Regions from separate parts of the Pan troglodytes genome. Here region 1 is linked to region 2. Evidence: chromatin contacts called from public capture Hi-C data. All regions are on one chromosome and are shown on one strand. Each heading gives the region's core, a stretch centred on a gene start, on an enhancer-like site or on the middle of the called end of the contact. The rest is flanking DNA. Distances are from core to core; before and after follow the strand shown. Region 1 has its middle 49 kb from the start of INSIG1. Region 2 has its middle 100 kb from the start of INSIG1.

Evidence for each region. Capture Hi-C pulls out chosen DNA fragments and counts their contacts.
Region 1: a capture Hi-C map of stem cell-derived neural stem cells shows a contact between it and region 2, with 4 times the contacts expected there. The contact joins two enhancer-like sites. A contact is called at or near these places in 1 of 7 Hi-C or Micro-C datasets (stem cell-derived neural progenitor cells) and 1 of 1 other capture datasets (stem cell-derived neural stem cells).

The regions. Positions count from the first base shown.
Region 1 is chr6:170,378,548-170,385,346 of NHGRI_mPanTro3-v2.0_pri, reverse strand. No RefSeq gene overlaps it. Among named protein-coding and RNA genes, the nearest start is that of INSIG1, 49 kb to the right of the region's middle. Within about 2 kb of position 1,481, at least 2 of the 24 cell types and tissues checked have an H3K27ac peak or open chromatin away from gene starts, as enhancers often do. A contact at or near this core is called in stem cell-derived neural stem cells, where this site is marked.
Region 2 is chr6:170,228,162-170,234,910 of NHGRI_mPanTro3-v2.0_pri, reverse strand. No RefSeq gene overlaps it. Among named protein-coding and RNA genes, the nearest start is that of INSIG1, 100 kb to the left of the region's middle. Within about 2 kb of position 5,415, at least 1 of the 24 cell types and tissues checked has an H3K27ac peak or open chromatin away from gene starts, as enhancers often do. A contact at or near this core is called in stem cell-derived neural stem cells, where this site is marked.

The DNA.
Region 1 (6,799 bases), core at 232-2,731, 150 kb before region 2:
GAACGAGGCCCCACAGGCAGACGCCATATTCATAGATGCCTTCTTGGGCCCATTGTGGTCTCCTGAATTGGCTGAGTCTCAAGGCCTTTGATGAAAAGGTAGCTGGAGCAAGCGGCTAAAATAGCAGTCAGTGGCAGCCCCGGAGCGGGGTCTGAAGCTGGAGTGCATGATGGGCTCTTAGCTGTGGGCTTAGAGGGTGGGTGCGGGCTGGTGTGTGCCTGGGCAGCTGGGCGGGGTGTCTCCCCCGACACGGGACAGGCCGGCTGGCCCCACTGTGGCGCGCAGCAGGCCTGGATCCAGCAGTTCCTGTGGGAAGAAGGGGCTGAGGAGGCCCCCTCTGGGTCAGCCCAGGAGGACTCCGGCCAGGTCACACCTCCAGAAGGGACCCGATTTCTCCAGGCCCCAGAGGCTGCTGAACAGCCTACCCCCTCCCTGGGCTGCCCTGGGCGAGAGCAGCCCTCACCCGTGACAGATGCGCCTGGCTTCCCCGTGCGTCTTGGGAGGCGGGAGGTGATGCTGACCCTCGCTCGGGAGGCGGGAGGTGATGCTGACCCTCGCTCGGGAGGCAGGAGGTGATGCTGACCCTCACTTGGGAGGCAGGAGGTGATGCTGACTCTCGCTTGTTCTTTTGTTGTCCTTATGGTCATCACCGTGGGAAAGACCTACTCGTGGGAGAAGAAAGAATCTGCTCCCAACCCCACTCCTGAAATTTAATTTTAAAAAACGTACTCAGGATAAAACCCTTCTTGCTGTCTGAGAGGACTTGGCTTCTCCAAGCCCAGCCTGCCGAGGCTCTGTTTGCTGTGTGGGGAAGATGAGCCCGTGCTCGAGGCCGCCCCAGAGGTGGGAGCCAGACTGAGCCGGGACTGAGTCTGGGGGCAGCCAGGCTTGGGGGCAAAGACCACCTGGTCTCATTTCTAGTCCCTGGGGCCCCAGGAAAATCCCAAAGGGAGCCAGGGGGCACAGCCATAGCATTCGCTTGCACCTCGTGACATAGCAGTAAGTGTACTTCCTGCAGGGGAAGCCCATGAGAAAGGAAGAAGAAAGAGAGTAAATGAAAGCCACAGAAAGAAAAACTGCAAGGGGGGCGAGAGTCCGGGGGTGGCACAGCAAACCACGGCCAGACGGGGGCTGACAACCACAGAGGCATGGCCTCTCACTGTTCAGGGGGCCAAGAGGCCAGCACCAAGGTCTTGGTGAGAGGTGGTTCCCCCTTGGGGGGGCTCTGAGGGCCAGTCTTCTCTGTGCTTCTGTCCCGGCCGCTGGCCTCCCTGCACGCGCCTCTGTCCCGGCCGCTGGCCTCCCTGCACGCGCCTCTGTCCTGGCTCCAGGCCTCCGTACACGCGCCTCTGTCCCGGCCGCTGGCCTTTCTGCACGCGCCTCTGTGGTGGCTGTTGGCCTCCCTGCACATGCCTCTGTGCCTGCCTCTGGCCTCCATAAATGCGCCTCTGTCCCGGCCGCTGACCTCCCTGCATGCGCCTCTGTCCCGGCCGCTGGCCTCCCTGCACGCACCTCTCTCCCGGCTGCTGGCCTTGCCACATTGCTTGGCGTTCCTTGGTTTGCAGCTCTGTAACTCCCCTCTCCTTAGCCACCGTCACATGGCCGGCTTCCCTCTGTGTGTCTGTCTCTGTGTGGCATCCCCTCTCCGTGTGTCTCTCTTCTAAGGTTGCTGGCATACTGTGCAAACACCCTTCTACTCCACGTGACCTCCTCTTAACTAACTGTGTCTGCAAGGACCTTTCCACACAAAGCCACTTTCTCAGGTGCCAGGAGTTAGGTTTTCAAAAAACCTTTTAGGGGGACACAATTCCACCCCAAAAGAAAGAAAGAGAAGACAAGAAACAGCATAAAAAAGAAAGAAAACAAAAATGAGGGCGAGGGATGCATTCGGTGTGAAATTTCAGCCCAGGACTTTTGGGGTGTATAAGGAGAGATAGAATCTAGTTCTAGGTGGGTCCTTCCTGGGGGCCCTCTATGCTCTACCCCCTCAGGAGCCCACTTTGGGTTGCTGAGTGAGCAGAACTGGCCACTGGCAAGCCTGGCCGTCCCCCCTCGGGCCCTGGGAGCCACATATCTAAATACAGCCTGTGCCCAATAAGACACAAGAAACGACAGATCGGCTTCCACACCCCATGCCCTTTAGTCACCACCCCCCCACCACAAACAAGAGCCAGATGGCCACAAGGCCAGGTAAGCAGCTTGTCTTCCAAAAGCCACTTTGTGTCTGCAGGACACGGAGCACCCGGCAGCCCGGGCTGGTCCTCCTCGCCGGCACTCCTCGGCTTTGCCTGATGGACACCAACACGGTTTTAAGCTTCCATCCAGTATTTGCAGCTTACTCGTGAGATGCCAAACTGGTAGATTTAAACCCAGTTAGGTCACTTTCTAGCAACATGACCTTGATCTGGCTGAGTTCTCTCCGTCTGTGACGTGGGGAAAAGAGTTTCAACCTTACAGGATGTGTTGAGAATTCAAAGGAATGTGTGTGTAAAGTGCGCCAACCTCACTGAAAATTGAAGCTGTCCATGCCGCCGTCCTCATCAGAGCAACACGACCACGCACCGCGTTGGTCTTCTTGTTGGCTGTGGTTGACTTGGCACAGCAGGAGGGCTTGGGAAGAGTGGACGACTCTCCCACTCGAAGCAGGCTGCTCAGGTCTGACAACGCCTGCTTTGGAAACAGGCACCAAGAGCTCATCTCTAGCCCAGTTTTCACCAAGCATCTTTGGTTGCGTCAGCGCTGTGGTGGCTGATAGGACAGGCAGGGAGAGGGTGGGAGCCCAGGACACACTTTCATCTTTAGGAACTATATAGGAGTCTCCAGCTCTTTTAATTAGATTATAACTCTTGCTGGTACTGTTTGTCTGCTTTTTAATAAAATTCTACAAATGGGTCGAGAGCAGTGAAGGGTCTGAGATCTTACTCCACTTGCGGGCTAACAAGTTAGGCTGCCATAGGTTTGTGGATGCTGGCAAAAGACACAAGACTGCGGCATCAGAAACAAGGATGGTGTATTACTCACAGTCACAGCAGCAGGCAGATTACTAGCCATTTTTGTCTAAGTTATTTAAGCCCTAATCCCCACAGAACGAGACCTGCACTCACTGTGGATTCCGGGACAGGAGAGGATCCTCCAGCTTAGGGAACTGGGATCTTTTCTCTGCAGGGGACACTTCATATTCCAAACCAGGGTTGTCTGCAGACATCCGTGACAAGACATCCTGGGGCACAGGTTATTGAGATCTTTGCTTTCAGGATGTACAGACACTTAGGAGACCCGTGGAAAATTGTGTCCCTACAAAATATAACATTGTTTGCTACTATTTATTAGTAATGACAAAAACTGCAATTACTTTTGCACCAACCACACAGAAGAACTCATGCCCTTCATGAACATTGAGAGCAATGAGGACTCAGAGTAATGAGGACTGAGGGCAATGAGGACTGAGGGTAATGAGGACTGAGAGCAATGAGGACTGAGATGAATGAGGACTGAGGGCAATGAGGACTGAGATCAATGAGGACTGAGGGCAATGAGGACTGAGATCAATGAGGACTGAGATCAATGAGGACTGAGGGGAATGAGGACTGAGGGGAATGAGGACTGAGGGCAATGAGCACTGAGATCAATGAGGACTGAGAGCAATGAGGACTGAGATCAATGAGGACTGAGATCAATGAGGACTGAGGGCAATGAGGACTGAGGGGAATGAGGACTGAGGGCAATGAGGACTGAGATCAATGAGGACGGAGGGCAATGAGGACTGAGAGCAATGAGGACTGAGATCAATGAGGACGGAGGGGAATGAGGACTGAGAGCAATGAGGACTGAGATCAATGAGGACTGAGGGCAATGAGGACTGAGGGCAATGAGGACTGAGATCAATGAGGACTGAGGGGAATGAGGACTGAGATCAATGAGGACTGAAAGCAATGAGGACTGAGGGGAATGAGGACTGAGATCAATGAGGACTGAGGGCAATGAGGACTGAGGGGAATGAGGACTGAGGGGAATGAGGACTGAGGGCAATGAGGACTGAGGTCAATGAGGACTGAGGGGAATGAGGACTGAGGGGAATGAGGACTGAGGGCAATGAGGACTGAGATCAATGAGGACTGAGGGGAATGAGGACTGAGATCAATGAGGACTGAGGGGAAAGAGGACTGAGGGCAATGACTGAGGGCAATGAGGACTGAGGGCAATGACTGAGGGCAATGAGGACTGAAAGCAATAAGAACTGAGGGGAATGAGGACTGAAAGCAATGAGGACTGAGATCAGTGAGGACTGAGGGCAATGACGACTGAGGGCAATGAGGACTGAGATCAATGAGGACTGAGGGGAATGAGGACTGAGATCAATGAGGACTGAGGGCAATGAGGACTGAGATCAATGAGGACTGAGGGCAATGAGGACTGAGAGCAATGAGGACTGAGATCAATGAGGACTGAGAGCAATGAGGACTGAGGGCAAAGAGGACTGAGATCAATGAGGACGGAAGGTAATGAGCACTCAGATCAATGAGGACTGAGATCAATGAGGACTGAGGGCAATGAGGACTGAGGGGAATGAGGACTGAGATCAATGAGGACTGAGGGCAATGAGGACTGAGGGGAATGAGGACTGAGATCAATGAGGACTGAGATCAATGAGGACTGAGAGCAATGAGGACTGAGATCATTGAGTACTGAGGGCAATGAGGACTGAGATCAATGAGGACTGAGGGCAATGAGGATTGAGGGCAATGAGGACTGAGGGCAATGAGGACTGAGATCAATGAGGACTGAGGGCAATGAGGACTGAGGGCAATGAGGACTGAGGGCAATGAGGACTGAGATCAATGAGGACTGAGGGGAATGAGGACTGAGGGGAATGAGGACTGAGGGCAATGAGCACTGAGATCAATGAGGACTGAGAGCAATGAGGACTGAGATCAATGAGGACTGAGATCAATGAGGACTGAGGGCAATGAGGACTGAGGGGAATGAGGACTGAGGGCAATGAGGACTGAGATCAATGAGGACTGAGGGCAATGAGGACTGAGAGCAATGAGGACTGAGATCAATGAGGACGGAGGGGAATGAGGACTGAGAGCAATGAGGACTGAGATCAATGAGGACTGAGGGCAATGAGGACTGAGGGCAATGAGGACTGAGATCAATGAGGACTGAGGGGAATGAGGACTGAGATCAATGAGGACTGAAAGCAATGAGGACTGAGGGGAATGAGGACTGAGATCAATGAGGACTGAGGGCAATGAGGACTGAGGGGAATGAGGACTGAGGGGAATGAGGACTGAGGGCAATGAGGACTGAGGTCAATGAGGACTGAGATCAATGAGGACTGAGGGGAATGAGGACTGAGATCAATGAGGACTGAGGGGAAAGAGGACTGAGGGCAATGACTGAGGGCAATGAGGACTGAGGGCAATGACTGAGGGCAATGAGGACTGAAAGCAATAAGAACTGAGGGGAATGAGGACTGAAAGCAATGAGGACTGAGATCAGTGAGGACTGAGGGCAATGACGACTGAGGGCAATGAGGACTGAGATCAATGAGGACTGAGGGGAATGAGGACTGAGATCAATGAGGACTGAGGGCAATGAGGACTGAGGGCAATGAGGACTGAGGGCAATGAGGACTGAGATCAATGAGGACTGAGGGCAATGAGGACTGAGGGGAATGAGGACTGAGGGGAATGAGGACTGAGGGCAATGAGGACTGAGGTCAATGAGGACTGAGATCAATGAGGACTGAGGGGAATGAGGACTGAGATCAATGAGGACTGAGGGGAAAGAGGACTGAGGGCAATGACTGAGGGCAATGAGGACTGAGGGCAATGACTGAGGGCAATGAGGACTGAAAGCAATAAGAACTGAGGGGAATGAGGACTGAAAGCAATGAGGACTGAGATCAGTGAGGACTGAGGGCAATGACGACTGAGGGCAATGAGGACTGAGATCAATGAGGACTGAGGGGAATGAGGACTGAGATCAATGAGGACTGAGGGCAATGAGGACTGAGGGCAATGAGGACTGAGGGCAATGAGGACTGAGATCAATGAGGACTGAGGGCAATGAGGACTGAGGGCAATGAGGACTGAGGGCAATGAGGACTGAGATCAATGAGGACTGAGGGCAATGAGGACTGAGAGCAATGAGGACTGAGATCAATGAGGACTGAGAGCAATGAGGACTGAGGGCAAAGAGGACTGAGATCAATGAGGACGGAAGGTAATGAGCACTCAGATCAATGAGGACTGAGATCGATGAGGACGGAGGGCAATGAGGACTGAGGGGAATGAGGACTGAGATCAATGAGGACTGAGGGCAATGAGGACTGAGGGGAATGAGGACTGAGATCAATGAGGACTGAGATCAATGAGGACTGAGAGCAATGAGGACTGAGATCATTGAGTACTGAGGGCAATGAGGACTGAGATCAATGAGGACTGAGGGCAATGAGGATTGAGGGCAATGAGGACTGAGATCAATGAGGACTGAGGGCAATGAGGACTGAGGGCAATGAGGACTGAGGGCAATGAGGACTGAGATCAATGAGGACTGAGGGGAATGAGGACTGAGGGGAATGAGGACTGAGGGCAATGAGGACTGAGTGGAATGAGGACTGAAAGCAATGAGGACTGAGATCAATGAGGACTGAGGGCAATGAGGACTGAGGGCAATGAGGATGGCGGGCAATGAGGACTGAGATCAATGAGGACTGAGGGCAATGAGGACTGATGGCAATGAGGACCGAGATCCATGAGGACCGAGGGCAATGAGGACCGAGGGGAATGAG
Region 2 (6,749 bases), core at 4,166-6,665:
GACTCATTCCACACCAGCGGGTCCATCGGCCATTCCCTCTGACCTGCCCAACACAAGCTCTTCTCCAGCTATTTGAAGAAGGGAAGGAAGTGAGAAATAAACTTTAAGCAGATATCAATGTCAGCTGAGATATACATCAAGCTTTATTGACTTAAGAGGTAAATATTGACAGAACTGAAATGCCAAATCAATATTTACCTCCAGGGATGCTATAGCCTGAATTTGAAGTTGGGCTATGTGCACATCAACGCATCTCCAAGTCCCAACGTCTTCATAAGCAGTATGTGATCATTTCAGCGATGGGCTAAAGTTGAAAGGTGTGGTGAGAGATTTCCAGAGGGTCCTCACACGGAGGTCTAGGGAGAAGTTCGTGATCACCATGAGGGGTCATCAGCACAGACCTGGAAGGTCAATGTCTGAAAACTGCATCACTGGCACAGAATGACGGGGACCCAATTTGCTTCACTTTTTGCTGAGCACTCACCTGACAAAGCATAAGATTCCAGCCGGAAAGGCACTGAGCACCTGTTTGCCAGGCCTTGTCAGCACCTTGCCATGCAGAGCCTGCACCAGCCCTGAGATCAGGGAGCAAAGAACCCATGCCTCTGGCTCGCCTGGCTTCTCAGCCATGGGAAAGGCAGCCTTCACTGGGACAATGGCAGTGTTGTTGGTCATTGGCTTAGAAAGAGGAGTTTTAGAAGATGTCAAGGCCAAGAAAAGATTATGAGAGAAAAGGAACCAAAAGTTAAAATTGGGCAATTCTATCCACTAACTTCCCCTGCTGTGAATTGGGAAAAGTTGGCACTGCGCTGTCTTTAAGGGGTGGGCCCGTACCCAGCCTCCAGCATCCTGGAGCGTGTCTGTGAACCTGCTTTGTTCTATCAACTATGCTTGATGGATAAAGACACTTAGGCTAAGGAAGCTGTCCTGCTCCCTCAGGTTTCCACACATCCTCGTTTTCTGCTTCTATGCCTGGTAAGTTTTCCACTGGAGCAGTAATTCCCAACCTGGCTATACATTAATCAACTTGAGATGCTTAAAAACAACACACACAGACGCCTCCACCACCCCCATCTATTGCATGTGAATGTCAGTGGGGAATTTCCTGGGTGATTCAGAGCACAGCCTTGGTTGAGATGAGATCTGACTCTCAGGCTCCCTTATCGTGGGATTGGTGGGGGAAGGGGCTCTTTTTCAATGCTCACGAGCTATATTTGCAAAGTGTTTTGTGGAAGGTCCTAAAACTCAAAGGGTCTTGAGCTAAAACCAGTCAGCAATAAGAGTTATCCCACACTTATGGAAGAGTTCCAGGGTGAGGACTTGGGTCAGCTGCAGGATGCTTGGATTGGAGGTCACTCGCAAAGAGGGGTCACCTGTGCCTTGTTCAATTCAGTGACCGCCAGGTTAAAGTGAGCATCCTGGTGGCTGTGGTGAACACTGGGGTGTGGGGCCCATATCTGCCTCGGGGCTGAGGCTCTCATCGCCTCATCGCAAGAGAGCTGCTCTGTCCAAGGTCATGTGCCCCTCAAGGAGAGGGTCCCATGTGGGGCAGCGCTGCAGACCAGCTGCACGCAGAACTCAGGCAATGGTGGCTAGTTTGATCCTGGTGGCCAGCACAGAGGATCATCATCAACTGTGATGAGGATAACTGCACCTCTCTTGGCTTCCATGTCCCGGTCTGTGACGTGTTGGGTGACTCCTGATGACCTCCAGCTCTCTTCCTGCTCTGCTGTCACTAGGACTGATCAGACCAGTTTCCGGTGAGCACGGTGACAGGGTTGCTGTACGAAGTGGCCCTGAGGGGCTTGGCCACCATTTCTGAGGGTGGGTCAGGCCTCCGGCCCACAGCGATCCTCTGCCCTCCTGTGTAGTCATGCCTGTCACTCAAGGAAAAACGTCTGGATGACACGTGACACAGCACTGAGTGATTCGGGGTGACCCCTGGGGAAGGAAAAAATGGGGAAGGTGGTTTGGGGATTTTCACTCTTCTCCCTACATCTGTCTTAGCCTAAGTTTTCTTATCTGTGAAAGAGTTCTGAAATTTTTCATCGCCAGATGTCTTTATAAAGAGTAAATGAGATCACATACAGGCTGGCCTTGGAGATATTGTGGGTTGGGTTCTAGACCACCTCAATAAAGTGAATACGGCAATACAGTGAGTCACATAAAATTTTTGGTTTCCCAGTGCATATAAAAGTTATGTTTATACTATACTGTAGTCTATTAAGTATGCAATAACAAGATGTCACTCCAATGTCTCCAGACATTGTCAAATGTCCACAAAGGGTCTGTGTCCAGCAAGACCGTGGAAGTCAGACCTAGGACAGGAAGTAAGAAGTGCAGTGTTGTTAAATATCTATACCTGATATGGATATTTAAGTCTATCAACTACTTTATTTATATTCTCAACTCTAACATTTAATGTTTTCACTATTGTTGTTTCCCTGAAATTCTATAATTCACTTTGTATTTCCCTCTGACTCAAAAGTTGGTTAATAAGGAATCACACGATTTCTAGGTCAAGGCCTTTTTGGTTTTGTGACTTTCTTATCAATTTCTAGTTTCATTGCATTGTGATTAGAAAATGTTTTCTGCATTATCTCTCCTCTTTAGAACTAATTGAAGTTATTTGTGTGGTTTATTAGTTAATTTTGCAAGTGTCCCATGGTCACTTGGAAAGACAATATAGTCTATATTTTTAGGATTTAAAGTTTAGTATATATCCCTCAGGTATACTAAATTGATCATGTCATTTTGGTCTTTTATATCATTACTTTCTTTTGTACATTTGCTCCAACCTGGGCTGAGAGAATTTGCATTTTCTATAACTGACCACTGGTACCAGCCAAGGTGGAATACATGCACTTCCATCTACCGTCCCACTGGGAACGCTGAAAACTCTGGGAGGAACATAAAGAACAACTCCCTGAGCCCTCTAAAAAGTAAGTAATGACAAAAGCATGGGCAACTGATGTCAAAACTTGATAATGACCCCAAATGGGGGTGAGTTTGCCTTGTTCCTCTTTCTTTGTCTCTTAGCTCTGACCTGAGGGTGGGTTGAATCTCAGAACTGTGCAGTGGGCCCAGAAGACAAAAATCTGGGATAAAACCTCTCTTTCCAGCCAAAGGACCAGGAAAAGGGACCCCTGCATGTCAGGGAGTGTGGGAGAAATTTTCACTATTCTTTTTCTTTCCTCTCTTGACCCTGACCCAAGGCCAGCTCCAGCTGTGGAGCTGCACCACTATGCTGCTGGTCCTGGTGCTGGAAGCCCTGAAACTTTGATGAAAGACCCAACTCTCCAACCAGAGGAACTGGAAATGGAGTGGGGTGAATCCCTGTTTATTTCTTCCTCTTTACTGTTGCCACTTGGCTCCAAAGATGGCCCCAGTCATGTGGAACTATACAATAGCACAAAGAATTAAAAAGCTAAGAAAAACCTGATTTTCTGGACAGAAAAAAACTGGAAAAAGAGCTCCAGCTGTTTTAAAAATGGGGGGATAATCCCTGTTAATTTTTTTGTCTTTTCTTTTACCAATTTATTCCTAAGGTAGTCCTAGTCACGCAGAGCTGCATGGCAGTGTGGGAAGCTAAATCTTGGAGATAACACTATTTTCTGTCCAGAAGAACCAGGTAAGGAGACCCCTGAATGCCAAAAATTGTGGGAGATATCCTGGAAATTGTCAGTGAACTTGAAGATTAATCAATAGGAATTACACAGCCTGAAGATTGAGAGAATAAAAAATAAAACAAAAACAGAGCCTCAAGCACCTGTGAGACAATATCAAAAGGTCTAATACTCTTATTATTGGAGTCTCAGAAGAAGAGGAGGAGGACACTGGTGCAGAAAAATATTGAAGAAATAATGGTTGTAAACTTCCCAGACTTGATGAAAAACGTATATATATAGGTTCAAGAAGGTTAACAAACTCTAAACAAGATAAACTTAAAAAAACATGCATTGTAAATGAAAATCAAAGGTAAAGGAAAGACAATTAAAAGCAACCAGATAAAAACAGTATACTATGTATCAGAGAAGAGTACTTTGGATAACTGCAAATTTCTCATCAGAAATTATGGAAGCAGGAAGATGGTGGAACGACATCTATAAATTACTGAAAGAAAATAATTGTCAACCCAGAATTCTATATCCAGCAAAAATATGTTAGAAATGACAGTGAAATAAGGACATACTCAGATTAAGGGAAAGTAAGAGAATTTGTCACTAGCAGACCTATAAAAGAAATGCTTAGCCAAGTTCTTCAGGAAAAAGGAAGATGATCTGGAGGAACACTTGGAACTTCAGGAATGGCATTAGAGCAACAGAAATGATAAATATCTGGTAAATATAATGAATTCTTTTTCTCTTCTTAAATTATTTAAAATGTATATGACTGTTGAAAGCAAATATTGTAACATTTTCTGGGTATAATTATTACTGAGATGTGGTACATATGACAATTATAACATAAAGAGAGGAGGATAAATGAACCAATAGAGTCGTAAGCCTTCTATAGTATACTTGAAATGGTAAGATATGAACTCTAAGTGGACTATAAAATGTTAAATATATGTATTGTAATCCCTAGAGAAACTACTAATAAACTGATACAAAAAGATATAGCCAGAAAGGACAATGGATTATTTAAAATGGAATAAAAAATATATTCAAATAACCCAAGGAAGGCAGGACCATGGGAAGCGGGTAACACAAAGCAAAAGAAATGAACAAAATCTCCTGTAAGTCATGTGTTTTTGCCTATTTTCTTTGTCTTCTCTGTAATTTCTGCTTCTTGAAAGCCTCTTTTACAATACTTAGTCTGTTGATATTCATTACTGCTAATTTTTTTTATAAATTATGAGGCAAAATGATTCAAAGTACCTTGACTTTATTTCATTTAATGTTTTTTGTTTGGCTGAAAAACTACCTTGTTTCATACAAGGACTGAGACCCCTGCTTTTTCTGTTTTCAATTGCAAAGTGAGGACTGATCCTGGCATCTGTTTCACATCAGCCGGTGGATTAACATGTTCATAACAGGTAAAACCCCTATGCCAGGCTTCCTCAACCTCTGCCTCATTGACACTTTGGGCCTGGTGATTCTCTGTGGCAGGGGCTGTCCTGTGCCTTGTAGGATGTTTAGTAACATCCCCAGTCTCCGTTCATTCACTGATGCCAGCAGCACCCTCCACACCCCTCCCCAGCTGGGACAATCCAAACTGTCCCCAGACATGGCCAAGCTTGTCCAGAGGGATGAAGCCTCTCTGGATGAGAAGCACTGACCTGGACAGTGCGGCACAGGTTTGTGCTGTGTGCTTGTTCGCCATGGCTGGCATATCCCAGCTCTGTCCCGATGGCATGGAACACGGCGGTGTATCCTCCACCCGGAGCTGTCAGGATGATTAGGACGCCCCATGCTCCCAGGCTTTCCGCGAGGCTGTCATGACTACACAAACATCCTACAAAGTTGCAGCTTTCAGCCCCCGCAGCACCCCGATCCATTGCCCCTCAGACCCTGCTCAGGGGCAATCCACCCCTAGTGAGGGCGGAGGAGGTTGGGGAGGCGCTGGATATGAAGCCGCTCTGTAACACACAAAGCACTATTCAGAAATCAGTGTTACTATCTCTCCCTGGACGGCACAGAGTGGATTTAGGAGCAAAGACAAATTGCTGGGCTCTTGCGACTCTGACCTCTGGGTCATATTTGCTTCTCTGCGAACAATGCAGATTGTCCTCCTGCAAGCTGTTTACAGCTGATAATAAGCAGAGGGCGAAGCGGTTAGTCTCCTTCAACCTTGGCTGTTGCATCCTTAACCAATGGTAACACCTTCCTCACAGAGTGCTGAGAAAGAAATCAGGCACTTATTAAAATGTAAAGCACTGAACAAAGTATAGGCTGGTATACTGATAATGATGCATAACTCTGTAGCTCTGGGGTTAATTCTCAAAAAGCACCTTCAAACTTTCTGATTAATAATAGCGCTATCCCACTAAGAACTTAGCCTCCTTACCAGATGCACACTGGAGAAAGTGTGTTCAAAGGATTCACTGTTGATTGTTGGCTATACCATGCATTATATATCATGCCCCAACTGGTTTTAATACGACCTTATTTGCCTCTCCAAATTCTTTATAAGTAAAGGATGATGCAGTTAAAAGAAGGAGTAACAATGAACCGTGCATCAGACGTGGGGTGAACAAGCAGGCCCAGGCCCCACTACAGGGTGATTCAACTCAAGAGAGTGGGAGGAGGGTAGAAGGAAACAGGGAATGTGGCTTCCACACTGTCCCCTCCACAGCACAGTGTCTGCCCCCATGCCATTCCGGTTTTGCAATATCACCTTCATGAGTCAGTCTCTTTGTGTGATTTTGAAGCTGTTCTGCAGACACTATCATTGCAGCATCTACTTTCATTTCCTTCTCCGGAAATTAATAACATTTGCTTCTTAAAAATAAACCTGAAAGAAAGAAATTTTATGTACGTGTTAAGTTACACTCTAGATTTAGAGCTTGTTCCACACATTCCTGTTCTGAAAGCGTCCTGGGCACTGAAAACTCTAGGCTGTAGGGTTGAGGATGTGGAGAAGGGACCTGCTGAGCTCTAAGGATGGTCTGCGGTTGGAAGCCGGGGGTCAGTGCTCAGAGGAGCAGCCCCACATACCCCGTCTGGGTGGGTGCTTTGTAGTCTTCTCATGGGGAGAATGGGCTCCTTCCCCTCCACTAGTGCCGGGCTGGCCCTGAAGCTTGCTCA